Linked DNA regions of Zea mays: region 1 is linked to region 2. A link is a contact called in public Hi-C data. All regions are on one chromosome and are shown on one strand. The core of a region is the stretch at or near the end of the contact, and the rest is flanking DNA. Distances in the headings are between cores, read along the strand shown.

The links. A called contact is a pair of places that touch in the nucleus more often than the background predicts.
Region 1: a contact with region 2 is called in a Hi-C map of endosperm, with 2.1 times the contacts expected there. The contact joins the promoter of LOC100281041 here to the promoter of LOC100280758 in region 2. A contact is called at or near these places in 3 of 25 Hi-C or Micro-C datasets (ear, endosperm and tassel).

Annotation. Positions count from the first base shown.
Region 1 is chr1:85,909,540-85,914,316 of Zm-B73-REFERENCE-NAM-5.0, reverse strand. LOC100281041 (expansin-like 3) reads right to left here and starts at 1,914. Exons shown (of 5, transcript NM_001153960.2): 1 at 1,479-1,914; 2 at 1,280-1,389; 3 at 973-1,154; 4 at 721-856; 5 at 158-525. The coding sequence starts at 1,629. The coding sequence ends at 277.
Region 2 is chr1:85,527,233-85,532,136 of Zm-B73-REFERENCE-NAM-5.0, reverse strand. It overlaps LOC100280758 (Ca2+/calmodulin-dependent protein kinase phosphatase), which reads right to left and starts at 1,682. Exons shown (of 5, transcript NM_001411371.1): 1 at 1,452-1,682; 2 at 779-960; 3 at 503-703; 4 at 1-145. The coding sequence starts at 940.

The DNA of each region.
Region 1 (4,777 bases), core at 665-3,164, 380 kb before region 2:
ATTGAGGAGGATTGAGGAGGTTTCAATCCCTAATAAGTCAAAATCCCCTCCGATCCGTATCATTCCCCTCCGATCCATATGGATTGAAAATAACCGAACAAGCCCTAAATGGGGTCGAGCAACGCGGCCGAACCAACTTGCAACGGCACGTTTGTTTGATTTGGTTTGATTCGGCTCTCCGGCTCCGCTCATCATCATTTCATATCTTTCGTCCCATTCCCGACCAAAAAAAAAAACTGTACAATCTACTACAATCCAGCCCGTGCGCGCGTCACGTCACTGCCACTCGCGCGTGTCGCAGGGGTAGCACCCTTCCTGCGCGACGTCGGAGACCTGCACCCCGGCGTCGTAGACGCGGCCGGCCTCCCACCGGCGCGGCAGCACCTCCGACTCCGCCCACACCCACTTGCCGTCGTAGCCACCGGTCACCACCAGCCGGAACTGCAGCGGCCCCGGCGGCGCCTGCGCCGTGCTCCACGCCGGCCCGTGGTCCCGCGCCATGAACCGCCAGTTGGACGACCCCACCTGCCAAAAACCAACCACACGCACGCGAACGACGTCATGGAATGGAAGGCGACGGTGAATTCGAACCGTTGCTTGTTGCTGAGTGCAGACATCCCCCGCTTAAGAACCGATCTCGTCGGGGGGAAATACAAACAGCAGAGAAATGTCTCTGTTCGGTACTATACTTGCTAGTGTACTAGGAAGAAACTAGCTTACGGTGGCGACGTCGACGGCGACGATGTCGGTCTGGCCGCCCTGGTACAGGAACCTGATGGACAGGTTGCTTGGCGGCCGGCTCTTCTCCTCCACGCGTATCAACAGGTTGCGGTCCTTCGCGTACTCGCAGGGTACCCTGAGCGCAGTATTATACACAAAATCAATCTCTCGATCTTTCTCCCACCAGTAAAGAACTCTGCAGCATCGGCCCGCGGGACCGAAGCAGAGTGTTGTGTCGCTGCGCCCAAGTACCTCTTGTACTCGACGTCGACGACGCGCCGGTCCCTGAGGCGCGCGGCCTTGCCGGCACTGGCCATGGCCGCGTACGCCGCGGCGCTCAGCACCAGCGCCGTGCGGTTCGACGTCCGCGCCTGGTCCGTCACCACCACCTTGGCGCCGGCGGCGCTGCACAGCTCGCTGTCCCTGCACCGCACCTGCAAACAATGCCAGCCCTTGCTTACACACAATCCGAATCGGGCCAACCACGGGAACAGAGAAACCGCCGCTGGGCACGCGCTCCGGCCTAAAGGGAGGGAAAGGGAAGAAGCTAGCTACCTACCTGGAAGCAGGCGCCGCAGCCGACGCCGCCCCTGTACAGCTCGGGGCTGGCTGCGGCGAGCAGGCCGCCGTTGAGGGACGCGGCCAAGGAGCCGTACCCGCACGACCCGGCTGCGCAGTTGAGCAGCAACCGAAAGATGGATCAAATTCCACAGAAACAGACGAAAATCGTTTGAAACGCACAAGGCAGCGGTGCGTACCGTTGAGGGCGAGCGAGGAGGCCTGGTAGTAGGTGGCCTTGGACCGGCGCACGCAGCGGTCGCAGCCGTCAGCCGGAGACGGGGCCGCGGAGAAGACTAGGAGCAGGAGGACGAGGGGCAGGCACGCCGCGTCCCTCGTGACGACAGCCATGGACCGATCGAAGAAGCCTGGACGCAGCTCTGTTTACTAGTTATTACTTTGGGGAGAGGAGAGCGGAGGAGGAGGAGGAGGAGGGGACCGTTGCGCACAGCAGGAGCAGCGCCGGCTGGCTTTATGCGCCGCCTGCCTCCACGCGGGCGCCGCGAGGTTGTTGCCGCTGTGGTTTACTGGTTTCGGATTCTGGCGGCGGGGCGGGGCAGGGCAGAAGCTTGCTGGTGCCAGGCAGTAGCTAGACTGTGATACTTGGTGCTGCCCTCCAACAGGCCGCAGAATGTTTTGGACGCGTTTGGGAGGCGGCGAAGCGCGGCGCCGTGGGACGGGGGATATAGCGAGCGAAAAAAGAGAGGTTAGTTGGTTCTGGGCCTTAGGCTTAGGGGGGGGGGGGGGGGGGGGGGGGGGGGGGGGGGGGGGGGGGGGGGGGGGGGGGGGGGGGGGGGGGGGGGGGGGGGGGGGGCACCGACCTCCGGGACACGCGTGCCGCGGCTTGGAGGCGCGTCAGCGAGGATTCGGATGAACTCTTCGTCTGCCACATACCGTTTCCAGCACAGCCTGGCACGTGGGCGTTTGATGGTACGTAGTCCAGCAGCCTGGTGCTGATAGCTACTACTAATCCCGTTGCCGGACCGTTCATTATCGATGCAGTCCTTCTGCCTTTTTCCGCACTCGATTCCGGAGCGGCAGTAGCACTGCATCTTAATATGGAAAATGATTAAATGTTTGACAGCCGTATTCTAGTCTAGTGATGGCGCTCGCTGGAATTGAGGGGAAAAAAGAGAGAGAACAGAAAAAAAAAGGCAGGAGAGATAAGTGGGATTCGATTCGTGGGGATAAGCACGGGAGTGGCCGACGTGGCCGAGGATTAGTACGAGACGGGTGCGACCAAGGAGACAGGGCGTCAACGCTTATCGCGTGGCTCGGGGGGTGTGGGCACCACCGTCATCCGCTTCCTCTCGATCAGGGGCAGGCCGTGAAATGAAAGGCATGCGCGCCAGCGCCAAGCCTGCAACAGCTCTCGTCTCGTCGCACACGCTTCCCTTCTTCCGTCGCCCCTTTCAGTTTCGGACCGAAGGCTACATACAAGACACGCGTGTTTGTGTGCTTGCGAGTTTTTTTTTTTGGTGTGCCCGAAATCCTTTACGCTTGTATATGGATGGAGTTCACGGATAATCGGCCATCGCCTCCTCCATCTAATAAACCTATCCGTCCGTGGAAGATAGCACGAGTTAGGCCGTGGTGCCTAGTGGCCCTACAGTAGAGGATTGTGGATGGCGTAATCCGTGTTCTCTCAATCATGCTTGGCCCACCCCCGTCATCATAGTTTGGGGCCCCCCTTCCGAAATCTCATCTCCAAGGTGGCCAAACCCGGACCGTAGCACCCTGTATCTGTCTAACTGATGACACGACAATGCTAGAGCTCGTCGAGTTCTTTTTTTTAAATAAAAAATAATAATCGTCGCTTACAATACGGACTTCTAAAAAAAAAACTTTGAACATCATGAACATCGACACGTTTCCATATCCATACAAACCGTTTGGCGGTGAAGTAGTTGGTGCCCACGCTCTCCGTTTCGGACTCGCACAACGCAACAGCGGGATGGTACTCAACTACTCATTAATGTATCAGAGTACTATGCTTGCATCGCCGAGCTGCTGCAGGACCAGCAGGCAACCACCACCGAACACCGGGCGCGGGCGGTTCCTGAAACGTCGTTGACCTGCACGAGTCAGTCGGCCCTTTGAAAGAATGCGTTGACTTGACACCAACAAGCACACAGCAACCAACTGCCCCGCTCTGAACTGAAGCCATTTCACTGCATGATTGACAACACTTTATTTCGTCTCCGTTACCTCCGCGACCCGGCAGGCGGCAGTTGAGCTTCCAGGTTCCAACGCGGATACTGCTGCTCGCGGCGCCGCGCCGTGCCGTGCCTGCCGTTTTCTTTCTAGCAAATGCGTCGGCCGCAACTTTGCTGTGCGGCGCCGACGCGGCTGACGGCGACGCGTACCCTCTCGCGGCCGGTCCGTGCCGTGCCTTCGGCGCGCGAATGAGCATGACGGCTGGCCTGCCCCTTGGGCACCGCCCGTTTACGGCCCCCCGGCGCGCGGCACGTCTGCTGCAGAGCTTTCCTGTTGGCTCGCTGCATGAGCTGCAGCGCGGCAAGGGTGGGCAGTACAGTACGAGAGAGCCTCACGAAGGCGGGGGGCCGTGTCCTGTGGGTTGGCTTGGCAGCCGTGGTGGTCGCCACGTCCTCTCCGCTCCCTCGCCGGGTGGCTGTGTGCGTTCGCGTTGAAGGCAGGTAAAAAACCTTGTGCCACTGTGAGTGAGGTGCGGCAGGTAAAAACCTTCTATTGCGATGTGATGAGGGGTGTTGAGTACGGAGTGGTCAGCTTCACACGCCCAACCCTCAAATTGCGCGCGGTTCGCCCGCTAGTGTCCGATTTGACCGACCTCTGATTCGTATTGACATCCAGTTCGGCCGACCCTCTTCCATCTAACCGGTCCGTTTATCAAAACCGCGTGGAGCACGATTTTAGTTAACTACCGGTTTTTCCAAAGTTAGTTTAAAATTTAAATAAATTTAAAAATTTATAAAACGAAAACCGACGGTAAACTGTTTTTTTTACCGGTAAACCGTTATTTTGTAGGGTAAACTGTCAATTTTTTTTTTTGCCGGGAAACCGGATTTTATGCCAAGATTGAGTTCCAGTTTAGATATTTAGTGGCCAGTTTAGCCATATTAGTCATGTTTAATGTTATATGATATATGTGAAGATGTTATATGCTATATGTCAAGCTGATTTACTGTTATATGCTATTTTTTTCCCAGAGTTTAAGTGCTAGTTTAGTTCCAGCACCTTCAACATTGGACGAAGACTCACCTAACAGTGACACTCATCTTCCTAGCACGTTGTTTACATCACTTGTACACAAACAAGGAGACGCAGAGGGAGTGCAAGAATGGGTCGATGAAACATTTGGCGACACCCACCTTGGCAGGTGTCGGCGTTTCGACCCCGGGGGGGGGGGGGGGGGTCTCTGGACCGACGAGTAAAATTGTCGCTGCGTGCCCCAGCCTAGATGAGTTGGCGCGAGATGGAACAAAGGGGGGAGGGGACCGCGGCTCGTGTTATCCTGCGC
Region 2 (4,904 bases), core at 433-2,932:
CCGCAATCGCATGGTCAGCCTTTACGAAAGCACTTCTGATTGCCTTCTCGATGCTGTTGGGGAAGTGGCAATCTTCGGTTATGAACTTCAGTATATTCTTCCGGACAAAACAGGCAGCATCACTACCACCATGGCCATCAAACACCTAATTTTTCACAAACAAAACAGTAAAGATTTGCAAGGCCAGGTGGCAAAAGGACAAGACACTTATTTCTCACTAGCAAAATTCCCCATCTGTATCTGCTGTGTGCAGTACCAAAAGGTCCAAAATAGAAAGAAAAGCATTCATCCTCTGGGTTTTTTATCATTGGCCATGTGGAACCGATTCCTCTTCAGTTCAATCATTTCTACCATCATAGTAAGCCTAGAAGCTATCATGGCAACATTATTGCCACTCACAAAAGAACAAATCATAGATCCATAAAGAGTACACATTGTTAAATACTTTAACAGAAGCAGTTAGTCAGTGGTTAGGGCTGATGCAAATACAATTCCAACTCACCCCATAGAAGGCACCCGGTGCAGGGATGCCCGGGCCACGGAGTCCAAGGTGCTCGACGAGGTTGTCCACACAGACATGCTCGTCCTCCATGAAGGATTTGGGTCCAATATCCGCGAAACTCCCCGACCTGAACACAGGCAAGAAGCCCGGACGGATGTCTGCGGTAGGTGAAATCAAGCTGAGCGTCCCCGACTCCAGCCCCTGCAGGAGAACAGAAGGGCAGACATCAAATTCGTGTTAGGGATAGATGGCTTGGGTGGCAGCGAGCTTGCTTACGAATTCGGCGGAGGCAGCGGCGATGCGGGCACTGCTGGCGCAGTGGCGGATGGACGTGAGGTGGTGGCGTGGCGGCTTGCCGCCCACGGGCGTGCTGCCCCCGCTCCTGCTGCTGCTGCTGCTGCTACCGGGCGGGGTATCCGGCTCCACCCCTCCGCTCATGGCTCCGTCTCTCCGTTACTCTGTTGGTGGTCAGGGAGAGCACAGGAAACGAAAGCATTTCAGAGGTGCCGTTCGTTTGGTTCATGAAAGGTAACGTAGGGGGCGCAACTTTTGCACTGGCTACCGTCGTTCCCTGTGCAAGGAGAATGGTTAGAGCAGGGGGAATCGAGTGGGTTTTTTTTATTTGGAAAGTTAAAATCCATTTCTATCAATCTACCATCCATAATGAGGTCTCGAGCATTAGCGGAATGGAATCAAGGGAACAGGGGGCATCCGAAAGGAAAGAAACGGGGAAATTTTATTCCGGTGTTTTGATAGGGAGCAAAAGAGATGACCAAACGACGCCATTTCCGCTGCTCGGAGACCTCTGCGGCAGCCCGAACGGGAGGGAGAACACGTCCTCCGCTGCCCCGGCCGAAGGAGGTCCAGTTTCTCCAGCGACCAGACGAAATCCAACCGAACGAAAGATGCAGAGTCATTTGACAAGATTAGATCACAGAGGGGCGCTCACCACCGGGGAGCGGGACGTTCGCGCGTCGCCGCCGCGAGGGACGCCGGGTGCAGGAGGTGGGTTGCCTGGAGCCTCCGAAGGTGCTTGTGGGTAGCGATGGGGGCGGGGACGGGGAGGCGGAGAGCAGGGAGGGGCGGGGTGTGGACGAGGGGGAAGAGCTCGTGGATTTCAGAGTCGGGTTGGAGACGGGGACGGTGCGACTGGGCGAGAACGAGAGGAGAAGGGGTCGTGTGATTCGTGATCCCGTCGTTATAGCAGCAGCTGGTGTGCACGGGTGGGCCGACGGCGCCGCTCGGTGTGTGTGGTGCTCGGGTGCGCATTCCGTGTCCCTGTCGGGTTCGCTCGTTCGTCCAGTTGCCCTTTTCAGCTCCTTCCTTTTTCATCGTGTGGGTGCTTCTCTTCTCCCGCGCTGGAAGCGGATATGGCCATGTCGGTATGTGAGCAATATTTGGTGTAGATTTTGTACTTCCATTGTCGCTTCTGGCCTCTTTCTCTCTATCTTGCCTCATGCTGTTTTTTCTGGATTCTACTGTGCTAAAAATCTGACTTTAACCTTTATGGATCAGCATGAAAATAGTATTTCATGTCAATAAGCCGCTTATTATGTGTTTTTAAAGGTATATAGACGGTTGTGAATCTATTTGCACTGACATTTTTTAAACCCGTCAGTGCTATAGACTAGTAAAAATAATTATTTGTTTTTACGGATAACTGACAAACGCCATTAAAAATCAATTTTTACTGGCGGTTGGGCTAAGAAACCCGTCAGTGGAAATTGATTTCCACTTACTATCGATGTAATAAAACCGTCAGTGAAAATCTTTTTTAAAATACATAAAATTGGTATAAAAATTAATAAATATATATATATATATATTTTAGGGGAGGCCTCTCACTCAGGCCCCGCCCGTCCAACTCCATAGAAGTCATAAGTCTCGGTATTTTTTTTCCTCAAAATTCGTGGCTACGCCCTTGTGCATAGCCCCTCTACCATCACTTCGTCTATCACTTATTTTGTGTCTATAATGCAGCTTTGTTGCCCACATATTAGAACAATCAGAGTATAAATTGACTATTTGAATTGTAAATGAATTCAAACAAAATAGTTGTCACTACAAAGTTTCATAAATTTTGAAGTTCTACAAATTTTATTTTGGTACTTTTCTCATCCGAGTTCGTTTGCAAAACTTGTGTTTTAAATTTGACAAATTTAGATGCATTTTTTGAGAGACAAAATGATTGTAAATAAAAAAGTTGGCAATTATAAAGTTTCATAACTTTAAGAGAATTATAACTTTTATGTTGGTGGCAACTTAAAAATCAAGATAAAAATAATTTCTAGTGGCGCACTAGAAATTGATTTTTGTGACGGTTCCTTAAGAAAACTGTCTATAGAAATCTAGTGCCGATTTTTTTAAGGAACCGTCCGTAGAAATATGATTTCTACATGCATTTTCTTAAGAAACGACCACTAGAAATAGCACTGACGCTTGATAACTAAAACCGCCTGTAAAAGCTAAACTCTATCGCAGGTTTAGAGCTCTTTGCTACTAATGCGTTTGTTTGATTTCCTTCTTAATGGTCAAATTGACATATAACTGACCATTATTTGTCTACTAATAACTATTGATATGAACATCATTTTTCCTCCTCTAAGGAATGTTTGGTTTTTAGGAACTGATTTTTAGTCCCTTTTATTTTTAGTCCCTTCTAGTCCCTAAATTATCAAACACATGGACCAAAAAATGATTATCTCTATTTTTGTCGTTGTGTGGTAATTTAGTGACTAAAAAAGACTAAAATTAATCTCTAGAAACCAAACACCCCTAAAATAAAGGACTGGATATTATGAGATATTTGTCTATTGTAAAAGGATTAAACTATATTTAATATTTATATATGAATCTTTAATCTATACTATATTTAAAGCATCAGTTTCAACGGTCGTCATGCGTCATTTTTTATAAATAACCCCTCACAGCTATTTTAAATTAATCTATTGCACGTCTATAGATGCCAAACGACGTCCGACACGCGCTAGATGCACGCGGGCCACAACTATAGCACAGGCACATCATACCGGCCTGCTAACTGTGTCGGGCCAGCCCATTAGCCTGTCGATCCATTTAATTAAATCAGCGTAACGACGCCCGACACGGGCTAGATGCACGCGGGCCACAACTATGACACATGCACGTCCTGCCGGCCTGCTAACTGTGTCGGGCGGGCTAGCCCGTTAACCCGTCGATCCATTTAATTAAATCAGCGTAAAATGTTAAAATAAAACCGTGCAGGAGGTGGGGTTCGAACCAATGCCCTGATGGAAGAAGGGCGGGAGACACTGGGTGAAACTGTCTAACCAGTATAACATCACGTTAAGATGTTTTTAATATTGAATATAAATTGTATATAGGTATCACAACAGCACTGTATATCACTTTCGGCGGCTGCTGTTATTTTCGGCGGCCAGGAGGTGGCCGCCGAAAATAAGTAAATAATTTCGGCGGCAGGAGCAAACCGCCGAAAATAAGGTTATTTTCGGCGGCCGTGTCAGAAGCCGCCGAAAATAAGACTGTTTTCGGCGGCTTCTGACACGGCCGCCGAAAATAACCTTATTTTCGGCGGCCAACGCCCTAGCCGCCGAAAATTATGTATTTAAAAATACCCGGTTCCTTCTTCCTCTGTTCTGTTTCTTCTCCGTCGCATTTCTTCTCCGCCGCCGCTTCCTGGCCGCTCGTGCGCCGCCGTGGCTCGCCCCACCGCGCCGCCACTAGCCGAGCCGTGCCGCCTCTCGTCCCGCCACGCCGCCCCTCGCCCCCCCGCAGCGCCGCCCCAAGTCCCACCGCGCAGCCCACCGCGCAGCGGCGCCCCCTCGTGCCGGCGCACCGCGCAGCGGCGCCCCCGGCCCGCCGCGCCGCCCCAAGCCCCCGCAGCGCCGGCCCTCGCCCCGCAGCGCCGGCCCCCGCCCACCACGCCGCAGCGCCGCCCACCCGTGCCCTCGACGTGCCGCCGCCAAGCCCGACGCCTTGCCAGCCGACGCCACCGACGCGCCGTCGACCACGCCGCGCTCTGCCCCGTCCCGTCGTCGACCTCGACTCTCGTCAACCTCGCCTTCATTAAGGTATTTTATTTTGCGTATTTTATTTTGTATTTTCGGTGGCCTTTTATTTAATTGCCGCCGAAATTAGTATATTTTTGTATTTGTGTTTGTTGATTTGTGTGTTTAATTAATATTATTGATTAGTACGTTTGTATATGTGTTATATGTTTAGGGAAGGCATATGGTATATGTGGAATGTATTAGTGGTATATGTGTTTGTTGATTAGTGCGTGTGATTAGTGTTATTGTTTAGTTCGAGACATATTGTATATATGTGGTATATTTGGTTTAGTAAAGACATATGTGGTATATGTGTTATATGTGGTTTATTCTTATATTGTTTAGTGGCAGCG